2 separate regions of the Gossypium hirsutum genome follow, and region 2 is linked to region 1. A link is a contact called in public Hi-C data. All regions are on one chromosome and are shown on one strand. The core of a region is the stretch at or near the end of the contact, and the rest is flanking DNA. Distances in the headings are between cores, read along the strand shown.

Region 1 (4,133 bases), core at 738-3,237:
GGAATCTTGGAAGGTTTTAAGCTCATTCGACTTCATGGTCATGATAAAGTGATAATCTAATTTGATAGCTTAGAAGTTGTGAAAGCCATACAAGGAAGCGTATCAAATACTTTGTATTCAGCATTGATTAGACGGATAGAACACATTTTGTCTCAAGAAGGATAGTGGATCTTGCACTACATCCCTAGAGAACATAACCAGATAGCAAATTATTTAGAAAAGTTGGCTTTTGCGAATATAAAAGACTTGAAAATTTTTGATTCACCTCCAAGGGAGATTTTAGCTTTTATTGAATTAGACATGTTGAGGGGTTTTAGTCCTCTTCAGAATAACTTTTTTGTAATTTAGATTAGTATTTGCTCTATTTCACCAAAAAAAATGAATTCTAAAATGCTAGAATTTTAAAATTTCAAAAATTTTAAATAATTCATCCAAATACTCTAACGGAATCTAAATTTAAGGATCAAATTTAAAAAAGTTGCCAAATTTCAAAAGTAATGTGAACCAAAAAACGTTAGGGATTAGGTGATAAAAATTACTAAGTTCAAGGACTAAAAATTAATTTACCCAATAAATAAATGAAAATGAGAGAGGGGGAAGGAAATTTGCAAAAAAAGGAAAACAAAAATAGAAAGCAGTTAGGTATCCATATGTTTTAGGTATATTTAACATGGTTTTATGTCTTTTCTTTTCAAAAATATGCTTATATGTTAATTGATTTTATTTATGCTGCATTTGAATTAATCTATATGTTTACCCGGAATATGATTTGGGTTTTAAACATGATTTGTTTGAAAATGAAGAATTGGATTAATTTAAATTAATCTGTACCCAATATCTTAATAAATTTGATTTTAAAATAATAAATATATATATTAATATTACTGCATTTTAAAAATAAAGAAGTTGATAATTATTATTTAATAAAATTTAATTTAAAAGAAAAAAAAAGAAAAAAAACCCAGCATAAGAGGGGATCTAATGCTAGTTTGTTATAAAGAAACAAAGTTTTCCATCAGTTGAAATATCAAAACTAATTCTTTTTCAAATGTATTTTTACTTTTTCTCCCCTTTGGAAAGGTATAATTATGTCTCAAAAAGAAAAAAGGAAAAAAAGATTGGTGTCACTCACCATGCCCAATCACAATTGAAGAATGAGAGGCCAAAATATTCGATTTTTGAAGAGGAGTGATGAAATATTGTTGTTATAGGTAAAGAAGTTAGAGAAGGAAAAAGGTGGGGTGGGTTGAAATCGATTAAATTGTAAAAAGGTTGAAAGTGATGGGAGGAGGAGAATAACCCCACACCCACCACCACAAACATACCATTCATCATATCATCACTTTGGAATATCAAAGTTAAAATGGCTCCAAAAATTAGTCCTTTTCCCTCTCAACTTATGTTTGGGTATAGTATTGGTTCTTTTTTATTAAGGACGTTATTTGAATTCCATATTCAATATACGTCGTTTTGTTTGACAATATAATAATATGATGTCTTTCATTCTTAACTATACATATCATTTGATATTTATGAAAGAGAAAAAAGTATTATGGAGGTCTTTGTATTAAGTGTTAGATTATATTTTATTCTTTTTATTCAAAAAATTGGGTAAATTAATCCATCAAAGAGTAAATTAGTTATTCTGTTAAAAAATTTATTCATTTCTGTTGTTAAACATTAGTCCATGTATGATAGTATGAGATACATATAGCATGTTACATGTTACTATTTGATTATTTTATCAACCGCGCTAGTTTTTATAGTACAAATTGATAGAAGTTTTAATAGAAAAGATAATTTTTTTCTCTTTAATCTAATGTACATGAATTAGTTTGCGTATTTTTTGAATACAAGAGATAAAATATAATCTGATTTCTAATACAAAGAACAAGAATTCTCCCTTGAGTAATGTTTGGATGGGAGATATGGCATTAAGGATGTTGTAATCTAAGTAATTTTTAATATCTTAATAGAAAACGGAGAGAACCATCCATGCATGTATCCAACCAAACATGGCTTTAAAAGAAAAAGGAAAAGGCAAAAAAGTGGTGTATTATATTAATTAAAATATTGGGGGGGGGGGTGTCCCCGTCAAAGTGTTTTATCTTTTCTTCCTTCTTTCTCACGACTAAGTAACAGAATCAAGGAGAAAGTGTGGAAAGGTATTTGATTTGATGTCTTAGTTTTGTTGTCTCCTTTCCTCACTTTCTTTCACACAACTATAACCCTTCCAATTTCTTTTTCTTCTTGCTAATGTGTGGATTTTTGCTTTATTTATTATTATTAAATTATATTTCATCCTGAAAATATTTAAATTATGTTTTTAATTTTAATATTTTGAAATTAGTGAAAAAACTTAAAATGCCGTAAAAAGTATAATTTTTTTATGAACATCTTATTAAGTGAATGTCTATCATAATCAAGATAAAATTTTAATGTACTTTAAATTCTAATAGTTATTAGAATTAGATCTCTACTTCTTTTATACTTCTTATGCCTATAAATAAAGATTCTGATGGAGCATTGTAATCACCCTTTTTGATTAATAAAGTACATTCTCTATTGCTTTTATGTTTTCTTTGTTCTTTATTCTCTCCATCTCTCTTTATTTTATAACACGTTATCAGCATGATATTGCTCAAAGTGATAGTTCCTTTTACCGATAATCAAATTTATCCTTCATGATTTTCAATATCATTGACAGCAAGATGCAAAATTTTTATAGGAAGTTTCTTTTATTTAATATTTCATATTTGATTATTATTTTTCATTCTTCTTTTATTATATGTTATTATTGTTTTGGTTAACTTATTTTACTTTTTGTTCTTAAGGATGGTGAAAGATTTGATACCGTTATCTATATGAAATCGAGAAGTAAGGTTCACCCTCAAAGTTTGCTTTTTGATATTTGCTTGGGGATGATTTATTTCTCTTCATTACAAAGGATGTTTATAATCACTACTTCTCATCCATGTTAACGTAAGTCAATCTAATTAACTTCTTTTGAAATTTGATTTGATTTCTATTAAAAAGTTCAATTTATATAATTCACTATATATATCTCTATGAATTTATAAAACCCTTCATGAATTTAGTTATTGGGATTTTTATATAGAGATAATTTTTATTTTTATTTTTAATAGAATTGATTGGTTTAATTATAATTTTGATTAAGATATATGATTATTGTAGAATGTGAGTAAAAATACTTACTTGTCATGAACTTTGGGATATTCACCCTATCTATGATAATTTTATATCATTGTAAGATTTGAGATGAAATTATGTCATAAGAGGTGGATGTTAGAAAATGTTTATGTTTAAACTTTTATGGCTGTAAAGTTATTTTAATTTGACATTATAATATTTTGTATTTTGTTGTGGTGTGATATATAAAATATATATTATCTAACCACAATGATTTATTATTGGCATGAATTTATTATTTGTTACGTTTATTATATGTTTTATTTATACCTATTCATTTTATTTTTATATGAATAAATAAAATTTTATTTAAAATAAATTAAGTATTCATTAAGGTTATATAATAAAATGATTATATGCTCTTGAAGAGCTAATATTGTAAAAAAACTGTAAAAAGCTCTTTAAGAGCTTATATTTTAGCTCCTTGTGATGCAAAATTTTGTAAAATATAATATTATTTTTTAGATCAAGAAGATATATGTTGAATAAAACATTCATGTGTTTTATATTAAAACCATATATATAAATAACATGAGATACTAATGTATTTGTATTATATATATTCCCCGAAGGAATACATTACACTATATGGTTGAAATATCTAATGTGCTCCTACAGTAGCAATATTGTAAAAATGAATTTAACAGTATTTTTGAATAATCTCATACCTTCTAGTGGCTAAGTAAAATAATAAGTTACTAATGAAAAACTATGAAATTATTCCTACTAGTTTTGCTTTCATTTCCTGAATTGAATGTAATAGTACATAACAATTATGAAAAATGAAAATATAGAGATCATGATTATTGTTATAATTGAGGATGCGATTGGAGACTAATCATGACAACATGAATAGATATATTTTGATTTAAAATTCACGCATGTTTTGCGATGGTGGTTATGAAATAAAGAATCAATGGAGG
Region 2 (4,133 bases), core at 764-3,263, 69 kb before region 1:
GCAAACAACTTAATATCTTTAAAATCATTTTAAACTCTTATTATTTTTATTTAAATTCAAAAATGTTAACACAGCAACAACGTAGCAGTGCATTAAGTTGCAAATTCAGCTTAAATCACAAATCACATCCCCTCTAAATCCCAGGTTTCACCATGGTGAATATTGTACGCCAACCAGTGCAACTCTGGAAAAGGTTATGACTTAAAAGTGTTACACAACGAAGCATCAGCTTTAAATCAAGATTACCCAATCCTTAAATCCCTCAAACTCGACCGTAGGACAAATAAAGAGCTCTCTAAACACAAGATAAGTATACTTGACCAAAAAAAAATTAGTTAAAAGCATTCAGAATAACGACCAAAAATATCATGCCAACATAAAAGATAGTATAAAATAAAATCTCCAAGAAAATTGATAATTCAATTTACATACCTGGACTTGGGATAAGACTGAGCCAATGAATTCCTAACCGAAGTTATAGGCAAAATCTGCAAATCCCAGTCTTTTTCAACTGAAGGAAACCTACTTAGAAACCTCAAATATGTCTGGTAACTTGTTGCAGCTCCCAGCAGCCAGAGTTTCCCTCCATAAACTTGTAATAACCTCGTTAACTGTCCAACTACATAACTAACCCCATCTTCATCCACAACCTTGTCGTCGTCGTCGTCGTCGTCATCATCATCATCATCATCTTTTTCACTCTTGTCACTGACAAGATTTTTCAGATCCCCGTAATTCACCACCAACCCGGATCCGGATCCTTCAACTTCCCGACCCATTTCTTCAAATTTTAAATCCATCTCCCCTTTATTAAAGCCTTGATTAGTAGTGCACTTGGAAATATAATTTTGGATGCAAATTATGTTTAACCCCGAAATACCTTTAATCAAGAAGCCATCTTTTTTTTGGTCCAAACAATCAGTGAAATTGGCGAGTGCATCGTTTGCACATACACCAACAAGTAGTCGATTCCTCCTTCGCGCCAAAACCTCTCCTACTCTCTTACAGTTTTCTTCTCCTCCATAAAAAGATGCAAAACCCGGGAACGGGAAACTGAAGCCGCCATGACATGGAAACCTGGTGTTTTCATAACCCGGATCCGAATTTTCTAGATTGCAAAGAAAAACCGGTGGGCCACGTGGTCGAGAGTATCTTAGGAGATTAGGGAGGGGGCGGATGATTGCCAGCTTGACTTCGGAGCTCCGAAATCCCGCCTCGCCGAAGACCCGACTAACAACAGGGTCATCCAGGATGGATAACATCAAGTGTTGGAGCTCCACTTTGACACACGAGATACTGGAAGGATTTTGCTGCGACATATCGCGATAAAGGTGGAAATTTTCGGGCTGCCTTCGCTGGTTCGCCTGAGACCGCTTTATCGCGGCCATGAGCGAGTTGGAGACGGGCGGGTCGTTGCTGAGTTGACTCGAGGGGACTCGGTCCAATGACACGCTAAGGCAAAGCTCCAACGCTTTGAATTGGAGGCGAGGGGAGTAAGCCGCGTTACGAGCACGTGCACAGGCGTCACGTAACGGGGACGAAGGGAGAGAGAGAAGAGCAGAAACGGCATGGAGCGAGGTCGTTTGCGCGTGTCCCCTCCGTCGCGCGACTCTCACCGCCTCGTCTAGCGCGTGAGCTGCCTCTGGCGTTAAGCATTGCCGCGCTACACTTACCGGCGTAGGCATCGCCGGGTATCATAAAAAGCCAAAAACTTTTTTTTTCTTGATTAAAAAAGGAAAAAAAGAAGGTAAACTAAAAATATATATTTGTTTGTTTATCAGAAGTGCAAGGGAGAGATTTTTTTTTTTTTATAAAAGAAAAAGGGACTTTTATGGAGGACAATAGTATAATTAATTATTTATTTATTTTCCCTCTAAAGGGGAACTGTTGGCTGTCTAAGTCGGGGGTTAGTGGGGTCCACTGTGGAGGAGATCATTTGGAACGACAGGTGGTGAATTTAGATTCTCTACTATATACACAAAAGGATTTCCTTTTTCTCTTTTATGCGTATATGCTCCTCTCTACAAATATGATTTCTTTCAATTTTAAACTTGTTAAACAATTGGTTTTTGTTTTTGAAATAATTAACACTTTAATATTTAATATTTTTTATGGCAAAATAACGACTATAGGACTATTTTTTCTAAAAAACTTAAGGTTTTGGGTCGGTTTTTATTTTAATTAGGGATATAGATCGATTTAGTTAGAAAACGCCCTTAATTAGTCGCACTTTGTAAATCCCAACAGTTTTTTTAACTTATCGCCAATGATAAAAAAAATTTAAAACCCTAATAGTAACTTTTTTTACCCTATAAATACCCCTCAATTTTTATTTTTTCATTCACATCCTTCTCTCAACTCTCTCAATCCTCTCAAACCCTCTCAAGTCTCTTGTTTTTAAAAATTTTCAATATTTTTATTTAATTAAAATTTTTATTTTTTAAATTATCTCATTTTTATGAATGACCGCCTTTCTAATCCGATTCAACGACAAGTATATTTCTGCTGCCTAATTAGTAATGGTAAAACCGAAATTTAAATTTCGTTAATTTCAATAATGTTAAATTTAATTTTTTATTATAATTATAATTTTTTGTGTAAATAAACAGATGATCCTGTTCTGGATAATTTCATCCATAATATAAGAAAGCATGTAATTCCTGAAATTCATGGCCACTTGCAAGCGGTTGTTTTCTTACATGCGTCTAGCATGTCCGGGGACTACAAACTCAATTTGCAACTAATTAGCGCATTAGTGGAAAGATGAAGGCCCGAAACACACACTTTCCACCTTCGATGCGGCGAGTGTACAATCACACTCGAAGACATAGCGCTACAATTTGGTTTGCCAGTGGATGGACCAGTCAGCACGGGATCTAGGATAGTTCCGAACAAAGTGACCCTCTGCCAATCACTGTTGAAGAAGGTCTCGGACAAGTTCGAAGGTGGTTGAAAATTGATGAACTAGTTGAAGGATAATTTCGATGAGCTCCCTAAAAACCTTAAAGATCGAACGAAGGAGGTGATACAACAATACACCCAAGCATACATCTTGAGGTTAATCAGGGGAATTTTAATGCACGACAAATCTCAAAATTTGGTGCATGTAAGGTGGCTACTACATCTAGTGGGCTTCAATGGTTGCGTGAAACTAAGTTAGGGATCTGCAATATTGTCCACGTTATATCGAGAGATGTGTCGAGCCATGAACCCGAGGTCAACGTCGATCGGTGATTGTTTTCTCCTGCTATAGTCGTGGGCCTGGTGGAGACTACCATTTTTACATCTCAATGTGGTCGACCTATAAATGTTCCCCTTGGTGACGAGGTAAACATCATTTATTAACAAATACATAGTTTGTACAATAATTTTTATTATTATATGTTTCGATTAACATATCGCTTGTACAGGTGGAACCATGGGCCGAGCTACATGGGACTGCCTAAGGTAATAAAAGATATTAGGCTGTTGTTAGATCAATGAAGCCGAGGTTAGTTACCTATTCTTTCGAACCTATATTAATTACGTAATTATTCGTAAAAAAGAAATTCATAAATAACGATATTTACAATTTTTCTTATCAGTTTGAATGGATGTCGTACGCCAACACCGATGTCATATCCTGTATTCCGTCGGAAGTGTTGCGCAATCAGCAGATGTGGGATGTGAAGGTGTCGTTGATAGTGTACACGAGAGTGGAAATGCATGAAATAAATAGGGTGTTGTGGCAGTTCAAGTGGAGGCAACGAATTTCGCCGCCACCGCAATATCTGAAGGATTTGCACAAGGTAGACATGTGGGGGAAGGACAACATTGACTAGTCGGTGCGACACGTGGAGCACATCGACGTATGGGATCTTAGGATGCAGTCCATACCCGTTCGCGAATAATTTTTCTCAGTGGACACGACGACAGTTGATGGTTACTTGGCATGGTTCAGAAATGTAAGTGTGCTGAGGCGTGTTATCACATCCCCGACCCCTTAAAATTACCTAAGAATTTCTTTCGAAAATCCTGAACACTTTCAAAATACTCTAAACCCAAAATAAAAACCCTAATAAAAACTCTAACCCTAATAAAATAAAAACCCTAACCCTGGAAGAGAGAATAGGAAAGCGCGTCCTAATAAAATT

What was found. A called contact is a pair of places that touch in the nucleus more often than the background predicts.
Region 2: a contact with region 1 is called in a Hi-C map of leaf, with 2.2 times the contacts expected there. The contact joins the promoter of LOC107960091 here to the enhancer-like site in region 1. A contact is called at or near these places in 8 of 34 Hi-C or Micro-C datasets (anther, callus, fibers and 2 more).

What each region holds. Positions count from the first base shown.
Region 1 is chrA05:43,515,850-43,519,982 of Gossypium_hirsutum_v2.1, reverse strand. No RefSeq gene overlaps it. Among protein-coding and RNA genes, the nearest start is that of LOC121229127, 59 kb to the right of the region's middle. Within about 2 kb of position 1,987, at least 1 of the 9 cell types and tissues checked has an H3K27ac peak or open chromatin away from gene starts, as enhancers often do. A contact at or near this core is called in leaf, where this site is marked.
Region 2 is chrA05:43,585,051-43,589,183 of Gossypium_hirsutum_v2.1, reverse strand. LOC107960091 (protein SMAX1-LIKE 6) reads right to left here and starts at 2,013. Exons shown (of 3, transcript XM_016896303.2): 1 at 433-2,013. The coding sequence starts at 1,685.